Regions from separate parts of the Gossypium hirsutum genome. Here regions 2 and 3 are each linked to region 1. A link is a contact called in public Hi-C data. All regions are on one chromosome and are shown on one strand. Each heading gives the region's core, a stretch centred on a gene start, on an enhancer-like site or on the middle of the called end of the contact. The rest is flanking DNA. Distances are from core to core; before and after follow the strand shown. Region 1 has its middle 30 kb from the start of LOC107896696. Region 2 holds the start of LOC107896692 (endo-1,3;1,4-beta-D-glucanase). Region 3 holds the start of LOC107895981 (phylloplanin).

The links. A called contact is a pair of places that touch in the nucleus more often than the background predicts.
Region 2: a Hi-C map of fibers shows a contact between it and region 1, with 1.8 times the contacts expected there. The contact joins the promoter of LOC107896692 here to the enhancer-like site in region 1. A contact is called at or near these places in 4 of 34 Hi-C or Micro-C datasets (anther, fibers and leaf).
Region 3: a Hi-C map of leaf shows a contact between it and region 1, with 2.2 times the contacts expected there. The contact joins the promoter of LOC107895981 here to the enhancer-like site in region 1. A contact is called at or near these places in 5 of 34 Hi-C or Micro-C datasets (callus, cotyledon, leaf and 1 more).

Annotation. Positions count from the first base shown.
Region 1 is chrA10:96,881,959-96,886,075 of Gossypium_hirsutum_v2.1, forward strand. No RefSeq gene overlaps it. Among protein-coding and RNA genes, the nearest start is that of LOC107896696, 30 kb to the right of the region's middle. Within about 2 kb of position 2,068, at least 2 of the 9 cell types and tissues checked have an H3K27ac peak or open chromatin away from gene starts, as enhancers often do. A contact at or near this core is called in fibers and leaf, where this site is marked.
Region 2 is chrA10:96,557,841-96,561,957 of Gossypium_hirsutum_v2.1, forward strand. LOC107896692 (endo-1,3;1,4-beta-D-glucanase) reads left to right here and starts at 2,355. Exons shown (of 7, transcript XM_016821920.2): 1 at 2,355-2,684; 2 at 3,219-3,240. The coding sequence starts at 2,537.
Region 3 is chrA10:96,587,116-96,591,232 of Gossypium_hirsutum_v2.1, forward strand. LOC107895981 (phylloplanin) reads left to right here and starts at 2,124. Exons shown (of 2, transcript XM_016821158.2): 1 at 2,124-2,570; 2 at 2,661-3,186. The coding sequence starts at 2,381. The coding sequence ends at 2,941.

The sequences.
Region 1 (4,117 bases), core at 818-3,317:
GAGTAAAAATAAAATAAATTATTAATAAAAAGATTAATTTATTTCTTAATTTAACATATAATTATTATTTTATTTATTATTAAATAGAAAAAATAAAATATAATCCGATGTAGAGTTTTCAATGCAGCTATTTATTTTTAATGTAATACATTTTAAAATAGGTTTAGAGGGCACCATTTCCAAACAATTTGATAGACAAAAAGTCATCAATGTTGTTTACATTCAAAGGGTATTGTTCACTAACGTGCATGCGTGTTGTTTTCCTTTTATTTTGTCATAACATAATCGTACAAAACTGTTTTCTTTAATAAAAAAGTTTTAACTCAATTAATTAAATTATTTTACATAATTTTTAATTAAAAATCCAAATATTATGATTTAATCCATATTTATAGAATTTATTTTTACCACTTCAATTAAAATTTTATTTTAATATATTTATACATTTTAAGAAAGTAAATATCATTATAAACAATTTAAATATTTTTAATATTTTTAATTTAATATATTTAGCTATTTAATTTTTTTTACTCTCAAATAAAATAAAATTTAAATTTAAATTTTGTACATGTTATATATATATATATTTTATTAGTTTCAAACTTTACATTTGATTAATTTTTATATATATTATTTTTAAATACCTATTTATACTATAAATAAGTGATTTTCATGAATTTATAATATTAATAATTCATAATATGTATATATATTATACATTTATATATCAATTTGTATCGTGTTTTAAATTTTTTTTCATCAAATATCAAATTAATATCATATCCGGTATTGTTTCAATCATAAGTTAGGAGTACAAAAGGATGATACAGAGCGAGACAAAAGTAGCCTAGCGTTTTTTTCTTCATAATTACTTTCAATCTGGTCATAAGAATATTAATATATATTTGTGTTTCACACTTTTTTAATTTGATATTTTTGTTTTTAAGTTTAAAATAGTATCTGTATTTAACAAAAAAAATTATATATTTTAATGTCTAAAGATAATTGTGTTAATTGCTTAGTATTTACTTTAGATTTTAGAGTTAATTTTATAAAAGTTAATTATTACTATTGTTATGTTTAAATTTTCATGCTTTTGCTTTTTGGATTTTAGGATTGATTTTATCAAATTTAATTGTTAATATTATAAATTAATTATAAATTTTCATCAAATCAATCCTAAATTCTAATTAAAATTTTAAAATTAACATTGTCACATTTAAGTACTAAAATATATAATTTTTATCAAATACCAGTATCACATAGTATAAAAAAAATATAGATACCACGTTAAAAAATATTAAACTCATACACCAAAATGATTTATTAAGCCATATATTGGATAAACATATACTTTTTTTATGAAGAAAAACTATTAAAATTATAATGGCTTTGTAATTTTTGTTTTGTACAAATACAAATGTTCTCATTCATTTTACAGTTTGAGTTTAATCCTATTTGGAGAGCCAAGAATGATATTTAGGTAAAGCTCTTCTAATAATATCAATTCCAAGATTCAAACTTAGTCCAAATACTTAGAGAAGAAATCTACTTCCACTTCTTCCAACCACTTATTGGCAATGAGTTTACATTTTATACATAAAGAATTAACAAAAAAAAAAAGTAGTTCAATAATTGATATGTAAAAAATTAGCAAAAAAAAAGTAATTCAAGTTTATATGCTTACTAACAATTAGACCAATTTTTCAAATTTCATAAAATTCAAGGATTAAATTAAAAATAATTAATTTATCTATTTTCATAAAATAAAATAAAAATTAAAAATAGCAAATTTAAGACTTACATAGTGATGAATGAAGCATGAACAAATCATGGCTTAAAATAAGGGAGAAATAAAACAAAAAGAGAAATGGAATGCATATAATATGGAGATGGTGATTGAAGTGTGGAGTAGTGAGAAAGGGATGGATCTTTGATTGTTAAACAATTTGTATAAGATCTGTTTGGTTTAGAATATTAGTGTTTAAGAGCGGTGCCTTAGTAATTAATATTATCATAAGGAGAAGATATAATTCAGAATGGAGTGGGAACGAAGGGTTTTGGGGTGGGGGACCATTCTCACTTTTAGGGCGCATTTCATACTTTTACGGCACAAATTTAATGCACCACCATGCTATTTAATGCAAAACTTCTTTTTTTTTTTAATTCCAACATTCAAATGGTTTCTTTATTTGCATGGACAGGTGAGCAATAACAGCAAAGCACTATAATATTTGTCCTTTTCTTCAAGGAATAATACATACACTATATAAAGGATTCACTGAAAATAATTTTGTTAAATATTCTGATTATGAATAAAATTAGTAACTGAATTGAATTATGAATAACATTTTGAGTTGCTATTCTATCAAGAAAATTTGTAATTTTTTTTCTTTTTTGAAGGAATAAATGATGTTCGGTAATTCGTTGTAGCAGATTAAACTATTTTCCGTACTTAATGAGCTTGTAGGAAAGCAATTTAGTTATGTTTTTGTTTTTGTTTAGTTTTCACTTTTAGTATATAGATAATAAAAATAATAATTTGAGTTATTTATATTACCTTGGGGGCCAAAGTAGGCCTAAAGGTAGACTAATATGTTCGGTGAGTGTGTAGGACACCAGTCGCAGGTATAAGGACAGGAGACTACCTGCGATGTTGCAACACGGAGCTTGGATGTCATAACACAGTAAATAAAGTATCCAAAAGGAGCAGTCTTCCTTTGATGTCACAGCACAGGCTAGAATGTGTCGTGACATCGATATGACGAGGACACTTAATGAGCCAAGGGTGTTTCCATCTTCACAATGACCCTTAATGCAATATTGTCAGTCGAATTAGGCCAATGATTAGCGGCCAACCCTAGGTCTATAAATAGAGTTGTTCTGGACACTTTAGGGACAAATTTTACTTAGTTTTATTTTCACTTTCAGTTGTAATTTAGATTTTCTTCTAGTTTTAGTTTTTCTTTTAGTTTTCTATTTTGTTCTTCACGAGGATCGGATTGTAGTATCATCAACTCGTCAACGGATTATTGTTCGCACGTTTATAATTATATCAAGATTTTTCTTATCTTTGTTTTTTTTATCTATTCTTAATGTTTATATTTTCCATCAATTGCATTGTGTTTGTTAAATCCATAGGGAACTAATCTGGTAAGGGAGATTAACGAGTGGATGTGGGATTAATTAACGGCTATGTAGGGTTTCTTAGCGGACCAGCTCATTGGGATAGGAAAAACTTAAAACTCTAGGCTTGACGACCCTAAAAAGTTATACAGGTGGGAATAAACTCGAAATCGATATTGTTATCCGTGAAAACCTTACCCCAATCCGGTCTGGAATATGACTTTAAGAGATAAGTAATTATTGTTGACACATTAGGTTAGTGGAAGGCCGAGAGGCTCTGTTAGGTTAATGACTAGTTGATTTAATAGAACCCAAAATAGGAGTTAATTATGAACACTGGAGCGAGTTAGTCTTCTATCATTAAATCTAATAAAATCTGCAATCTATCTCCACCATAGTTTTTATTAATTTTTTATGAAATAGGTTTTCTCATCACCTAAGGATTAATCATAATATAGTTTAGTTAAAGTGCTAACTAGACGATTAGCGTAGAAGTTAATCTTAGTTTAGTCTTACCTCGCTTGGGTATGATCCTCGGAGTACTCCAATACTTCATTGTAAAACTATATTATTGTTGGGAAATGTGCCCATATTGTAGTAAACATATAATTATTTTTTTTATATATTTGAACAATGAATAATTAAATTTCACATTTCACTGTTATGTCAGTTGTATTTCTGTCTTTTATATTTGCATGCATAATGATGTAGTCGTAAACCAACTAAAAATTCGACAAAGGCAAGTGCACCTATCAATTAATACTATAGCCATGGTGAGAAAAGATATCATTCCCACAAAGACTAAACGTACTAGTAATTATTGTCTTTCTATTATTTAACCGACAAATTGGAGTGTCTGATTAAAAACTAAAATTAACTAATTAATTTAACAAAAGAACAAATCAGGAAAATAAACGATTAACAACCAAGAAGTGAAACAATACCCAGGAAAGAATTCACCTAGACTTCATCTATCATTATCAATCTAAAT
Region 2 (4,117 bases), core at 1,105-3,604, 320 kb before region 1:
CCCAATATGTATTTCCAGTATCAAACATCGACCCACCGAGGTGCATGTCCCATCCACCAACGGAGTGTCGTGCAGGGGTTGTATATTCTATACTGCTACCAGACACGGACGCTTTAGTGTTTTGCCACCCACTAAAGGAGTTTCGGGCAGGGGTCGTGTATTGCTCTCGAACAACATTAGATGTTGAAGTCACAAATGCATCATTTGGCAATGAAAATTGTACATATAACTTAAGATAGAGTGATCCACTAGTAAGATGAGTCTGCACCATTGCCTCCAAGCTACAAGGACCTTCGATGTCGAATGAGTCATATCTCACGGGATCAACCGAAGTACAAAATTGATACTTAATAGACAAAACTTTCATCGGCGTTGTTCCGAAGATTTTACGCCTAATTTTTTTACAAAGTTCTGTCAAATCTATGTTCTGGATAAAAATCAGTCGCGCTACGTTCTCCGATAAAAAAACAACGCCGTTTTCGGTGTCACGGACCTCGCCATCATAGTAAATAACAACACTAATATGTTCACTCATCTTCAGTTTCTATTTTACTTTAGCATCAATTTCTCTTGTTGTAACTTATGCAACCTGAGAATGAAATTTGTCTCATTTATAGTCTAAGGCTTTTTCAAATACTACTGTAGCAAAAGAGCGTTTACGTAAGAGCTTTTTTCCGTAATTTTGCTGACAGTGTATCATTCTTGAAGTGTTTTTGACATTATTTGTTCAGAAACATCTTCTCAAATTTATTTTTTCAGATACCACTGTAGCAAAAGAGCATCCACGTAGGAGCTTTTTTCCGTAATTTTGCTGACAGTGCATCATTCTTGAAGCATTTTTGACACTTTTTGTTCAGAAACATCTTCTCAAAATCATTTTTTCAGATACTACTGTAGCAAAAGAGCATCCACGTGGTAGCTTTTTTCCGTAATTTTGCTGACCGTGCATCCTTGTTAAAGCATTTTTGATACTATTCATTCAGAAACATCTTCTCAAAATTATTTTTCAGATAGTACTGTAGCAAAAGAGCGTCCACGTGGAAGCTTTTTTCCGTAATTAATAGTTAATTTAATTAATAAACCCTAAAAACCCTAAACCCTAATTTAATTGATTTTTTTAATTTCATAGTTAATTTAATTAATTAACCCTTAATTTTAATTTAATTAATTTTCCCATAAAAACACTCAAACCTTAAACCCTAAAGACCTTAAACCATTAAACCCTAACCCTAAACTAATAAAAAACCCTAACCTTAAAAAAGGGGAAAAACGCTTCCCTAGGGGAGCGTTTTGTTGACACGTCCCCTGACTTCGCGCTGACGTGGACACACTTTCAAGAAAAGTGGCCCTTTCGGGTAAATAATCAAAAAGACAGACTATTTCGGTAAATAATGATATAAAAGGGCTTTTTTAGTAAATTACCCATTAGAATATGACAAAAATTATTATCTTCGACTGACAATCATTTCTACCCACCCCAGGCTTTAGTTGTCCCCCACATTAGCAATGCCACATTTTTTATTAGGCTTTATTAATAAATAGGTTAAAATGTGCCATAAATATATCTAACTTTCATAATTTAGTCTTTTATTTTTTATATTACAAAATTTATGTTTAATTATTGGCATTGTTAAAATTATTATGTCAAATTCAGGTTTATTACAATATCAATTTTTTAGTTATATATTTACCAAGTGAATATTTATTTTATTTCAAAATGTCATATCAATAAATTTAACAAAAAAAGGCAACAATTGGACCTTTATTTGAAATTTGAAAAATAAAGAGACTGAAAATAAAAGTACAAATACCAAATTTTAAATTTGTGAATAGTATAGGGACTTATTGCATATTTTAACCTAATAAAATAAGTGATAAAGCAATATTTAGTCTTTGAAGTTGATAATTTCCTCTAATTCAATCCTTGAACTTGTTGGGTTCATATTAATCTTGAAACTTGATAATTTTTTTCAATTCAATCCTTGAAATTGGATTGTATTAAGATATGATGATAAATCGCTATAACATAAACCAAAAAATATGAAAAGATTAAAATTTTATAAAGAAATTGTAATTTTTAAAAAAAATCAAATAATGATGTGGCACAATTATAGTTTTACATAATCATAACTTAATAGAAACCAAATTTAAAGATTAAATTAAAGAAAATTATCAAATTTTAATTTTAATTTTAATATTGATAAAAAATTCAATACCAAAATAAATTTTTTTATCAAATTTAAATACTAAATATTTCTTTGTCCCATAAATTAATCCTTAAATTATTGATTCTTAAAAGTTTTCTATCAGTCTTAAATTATAAATTTTATGTTAGTTTATCCAAAAAATGACATGGAATGTGACACATAACCTATTTCTATTTAAATAAAGCCTTTTTATTATTCCTCTCGAAAATCCCGTCTTCTTCTTCCAACTTCACTGTTGGTGTTTGTTTTTATACAGTAGAAGCACTATTTGTTCAAACAAAGCGAGAGAGAGTGTTTTTTGGTTAGAAAAAAAAAAGAGAGGAAAGACAATGTCAGGTCCTCAGTGCTGTTCGAACCCGCCAACATTGGACCCTGCAAGTGGAGCTGGTCATGTTGAGAAAATTGCTGGCTTCAACACTTATGTTTCTGGCTCTATTCAATCCAACCTTACTATTCTTCTTGTCTCTGATGTTTATGGTACTTATGCACAGCCTCTTCATTTTTTCTTTCCTTTATCTTTCTGCTTCGGTCTTTAATGTGAGTTTTCCCTCATTTTCGATTTGGGTTTTGTGTGAAATTTGTGAGCAACTTGTCTGTTTAGGAATCCAGCAACTTCAAGGTTCCTTTTTTTTCTTTTTTTTTTGGATTTGTTTTCACTTTGCAGTCTGTTTTTCAATATATTATATATGGGTTTTGTATTTGACTATCGATTTAAGCTAATATTGGCTCTGAAACTAGTTCAGTAGGATGCTGGGGGTTAATATAATTTTGTACTGATTATGGATGTTTTTCAACATATTATCTCTGGGTTTTGTATTGTTTATGATATAATCGTATTATATCTGTAATATAATTTTGGATTACTAACCATTTACTTTCATTGAGCATTGTTTTGCAATTGCTTATCACTGTTCCATTAAGTATAGATATTGTTGTCATCAGTATCATGATAATGATTACCATCGTCTTGATCATCTGTTAATATCACTGTTCTTTTTCATGGCTTTGCAGGATATGAGGCTCCAAACTTGAGGTAAGCCTAATTCTGCTAGTGAAACTGCTTCTTTTTTGCCGATGTTTTGCCTTCATTATCTCTTCTATGAGTACTAGGAAGTCGAGTTTTTACTCTTTAAGATGTTATTTTTCGATTCTCGCACATGCATATAAATATTGAGATGTTAAAAGATGTTTATTAAGATTTCAGAAGGAATACAAAAGTTCAAAGCTAGTCACAGTGCTAGCATAAGCAAAGAGCAAAAAGAACGAACCACTAAAACACAACACTAATATAGAAAACAACTAAAGTGGAACTTGTCTTAAACTTAACTAAAACACCCCAAATCAAATTTCCTTTGCCCCGCCAACTCTAGTATAAAGCCAGCAGGTTGTCAATCTGGAAAGTCTGTATAGCAAAAGAAATTCTCCACCAAGCTAATCAAGGAACCGTTCATAAATAAATGGTAATTCAGCAGGTAGGTTACTACCATCAAAAAGTGTCCTCACCCATATCCAAAACATGTACCCCAGTTACTAGCCTCATGAAAAGCTTCTTATATATATGCTTCCAAGGTCAATAGTCAGCATGACACACCATGAAATTACCACCTAAGAATTTGATTAATAACCTATGATTGTAACATACTAAGGAAAATTATAGTAGATGACTTATCTTGCTTCATTTTATTCAATAGCTTTATGAATTTTTGTACCAAGGTGTTTTCTCCTATTAAATAATAGTTATTCTTGGCTTAAAACACGGGGTAACCTGTGATTGTAACATTTTGAAAATTACAGCTTAGCAAGTTAAGATTTGGCATCCCTATAACTAATTTTTGACACGGTTGAATTATTTGTTTGAGATTGTGATGTAATGGTTAGTCTGTCATAGGGTGGTTGTGTGAACCAATTTA
Region 3 (4,117 bases), core at 874-3,373, 290 kb before region 1:
ATTTAAACTAATGAAATTTTATTTCAAATAAATAATGCAAAAGACGATTTTAAAAAAAAAAAAGCAAATGGTACTCTTAAAGTATAAATATGATGGTTTATAATTTGCTATGAATAATATTTTCAACATAAGATAAAATAATATAAAATATATATAAAACAAAACACAATTTAACACATCATGTGAAAGACTTAAAATAAACATGCAAATTAAAGAAATATAAACAAGCGAACAGTTTACAAAAGAGAACATAAAATAAATAACATATATACATTTAACATTATTGACATATAACACTTGGAATAAACAAACAAATAAAATAAATTTGAGATAAATAAATAAATGAACAATATGACAAATCTTATAAGTAACACATGAAGTTTTAAACTAAATAAAATATAACATCTGAATGGGCAATAAATAAAACATATAATATAACATGATAAAACAATTTGAAATAAAAAAGGGTGAGGGCTAAATTAAAATCAAAATAAAAAAAGGTATAAATCATAAAATAGAAAATTGCCAGGGACTTGATTGAAATACGCGCGAAAGAACAGGGGTCAACTGGGCAATTACCCTAATCCCCTATGCGCAGCGTTTCAATGTAGGATTTAAGTGTAGCAACAGAGAAATTATGAGGGCAAAATTTTAAAAAGGAATGAGATTGGATTGAACACCACGAAAATATGGAAGGACTCACCGCGTAAATAGCCCCAAGGCTACAAAACACGCGGTCCTGGCCTATGCGGGTCGGGTCGACCCGCCCCTTCCCCAAAACGACGCCGTTTTGGCATATGGGGAAGGAAATGAAATGGTGTCGTTTCATGCAACATATTTAAGCCCCAAATTTTTTTTTTAAATTCATTTGCAGCCCATTTTTGAAGAAAATTTTAAAAAAACTTTTCTTTTTTTCTGTTAGGTTTTTAAACCCCCTCTTTGTGCCGTCGACTGTCCACCGCGCCACCACCGCATTTGGTGGCCGGTGTTACACCAAAATGGGCTCTTTTAGCCCTTCTTTTTTATACGCATTGGAGATTTGCTCCAAAAAACAAAAGACAAGGGCTCAACCCCCTCTTTTGAACTCGACCACGCCGAACGAAGAGGAGAGCTCCGACGATGCGGCTACGAGGTGGATCCAGTAAGTCACCCTTCTCCTCTTTCCCTTTATTCATTTTATGCCCACTTTGTTTAACAGATTTGTATTAAAATTGAAAAGAAATATTAAAGAAATAAAATGAAGTGAAAATAAAGAAAATAAAATCAGAGATCAACCTTTTTGTATGTTTTTTGCTTTGATTGCTAGTGTTCGTTTTTTGTTTGATTGCTTAATATGCGTAAAAAAAATAAAGGGAATGAAAATGGCTTTTATAGCCGAATACATGCTTGTTCTTATTTCTATTTTGTTTGTTTCTTCGTTGTTTCTTTTGTTTGCTATCATTTTTGTCCTCTTGTTTGTTGTTTCTTTTTGTTTGCGTGCTAGTCTCGTTTTGTAGGTGAAGTGGGCGACCAGACGCGTGCGAGGAGGCGTGTACCGGTGGTGGCGTGCGTGGTGGCCATTGGTGAGGAGCGGCGGCTGAAAAGATTGGGGCTAGGGTTGCTGAGATGTTTTGGGTAGTTGAGTTAGGGTTTTTAAACTTTTGGGCTTGTTGGGCTTGTTGGGTTTAGGCTGTTTAACATTGTAAATGGACTATTGGACTTTTATTTTATTTATTATATTTTAGGTTTTATTTTTGGTTTGCTGGTCTGAGTCAAAATTGGCTGCTACACTATGTTTAAATCTTAATATATATAGTTTTTTTTTAAATTTATTCTGTTTTTAAATTATATTTTATAAATTCCATATAGGATTAGAATTAGAAAAAAACTTTCTTATAATAATATTCATTTTTTTTTAAGATATACTATAAAATTTTTTCCTAATTAAATTAATGTTGGATTGATTCGTAAATTCAACTCATTTAAAAATTAAAAATAGTACATATAGATTATTTATAATCTAACAATATATTTTTTAAAAATGATGTACTTTATTACCATTTTATCTTCTCACCGTATTTTTTTCATAGTAATGCCAAATATTAGAAAATCTCAAATCACTTCTCAATTGCTTTTTCTTTTCTAAGTGAGTTTTTTTTTTTTCCAACAACAATGTTAAGCTATGCCAAAGTCTAGGGGGCAAGGTTTAGCCCCCACGTAGGTGAAGCCTACAATGGTGGCGTGCATGGTGCTGATGGTGAAGGTCCCCAACTTGTGTGGAAGATTTTAGCACCAACTTGCCCTCTAAGTTGCCTATAAATAACTAGGGTTGTCGAACATCACAGCTGCAAGAGTGGATCATTTTCATTGATATTAACTCGGTTAATTAACCAAAAACTTCATGGCCTTGAAAACACTTATGTTGGTTTGTCTCTTGCTTGCTGCAATGGCATTGATACCTCTAATTGCTGAAGCTCAACTAGGTGGACTCATTAGCGGCCTCCTTGGCTTGATTAGGATCCAAGGGACTGTATTTTGTACTGTCGATGGCAACATGGGTGTAAACGGCACTGCAACCCCAGCTTTCCCTAGTAAGCTTCTACTTTTCTATCATCATATTTTCCCGAAAAAATGATCACAAATGCTGAGTTATATATGTATTTGGTATAAATGTGTTTTAGATGCATTGGTGCAACTTCAGTGTGGTGGAAACGTGGTTTCGAGTTCAACCACAAATGGATCTGGCATGTTCTCCATATTATTAGATCCATTGCAATTCCTTGTCCCTTCATTGATCAACAACTGCAACTTAGCCGTAAAAACTCCGCTCTCCAATTGCAACACCTCCCTTGCATCCATCGGGGGATTGTCTTCAACCTTACAAGTCATCGGAAGCACCGTTGCTGGACTCTTGAACATCACTAACATCATCCCTACCGGGTTCGGGTTTTTACGAGCATGATGAAACTCGAAAACTAGAACAAGAACATCCATTGAACTAGTGATAAATATGGTGGTCGTTTTGAATGTCGAATGTGGCTATAGCGTCGCTCTTTGTTGTATAATTATTGTTGGCTTATAATAGATACAAATGTGGGGTTATAACAATGTCTGTAATTCTTAATAAAACTTACATTTTGTCATGTAAGTAAAGTCCCAATGTAATCTTGCTATGTTTCGAGAAATAAATAAAGTTGTGTTTGATAATACTTATTATATTGAAAACGACAACTTTCAAGATAATTAAATATACTTTTTTTTAAAAAATTAACATTTAATATTAAAATGTTAAATTGATTTTATTTTAAATTTTAATATAAATTATCTCTTTATTTTTTAAATAAATAAAAAATTTATTATATTTTTTATTTTTGTCAACAATTATCATAAATAATAAAAAATATTATATTAGGCAATGTTTGATAAAATATTGAAAATATTCAATGAATTGAAAATTAATTTTTTAAAGGGAATGAAAATTACTAAAGATTTTTTTTTTTGCAAAAAAAAAAGGTAAAAACCAACTTATTCCTTGTAACCTACTAGAATAAATTCAATGATTTTTATTTAAGATTATATTATCCTTTATAAAATAATATAATTATACTCAATATTTAATTTTAAATAATATACCAAATAAATTTTATAACTTAAATTCAACACTTCAATTTTTGATACTTATTTTTTCAATACTTAATTTTTAGTTTATCAAATATAACCTTAATAAAATTAAAATAAAATATTTTATTATTATAAAAAATAAAAATAATTTACGAAATCAATATATATTTATAATTACAAACAATATAATTATATTCTATATTTAATTTATATTAATATACCAAATAAATTATAATGGTTATAAAATTTTGTATTTAATTTTGAAACATTTAATTCAATTTATCACCGATTAACTTGTTAAGCCCAATCTCCCCAACCCACCTTCAAATTGGCTTCCGTTTTTAGCAACCTCCATTCGTCCAAGGCAGTCGGTTGGTTGGCAGTATGGCGAGCAAATGCCACCCCTGTGGTTCTCATCGTCCTTACTTCCACCTCCTTTGACGATCATCGATAGTTTTTTCAACATGAAGAGGTTTGATTTGGAATAATAATTTGTGGCCTTGATTTGACCTTTATC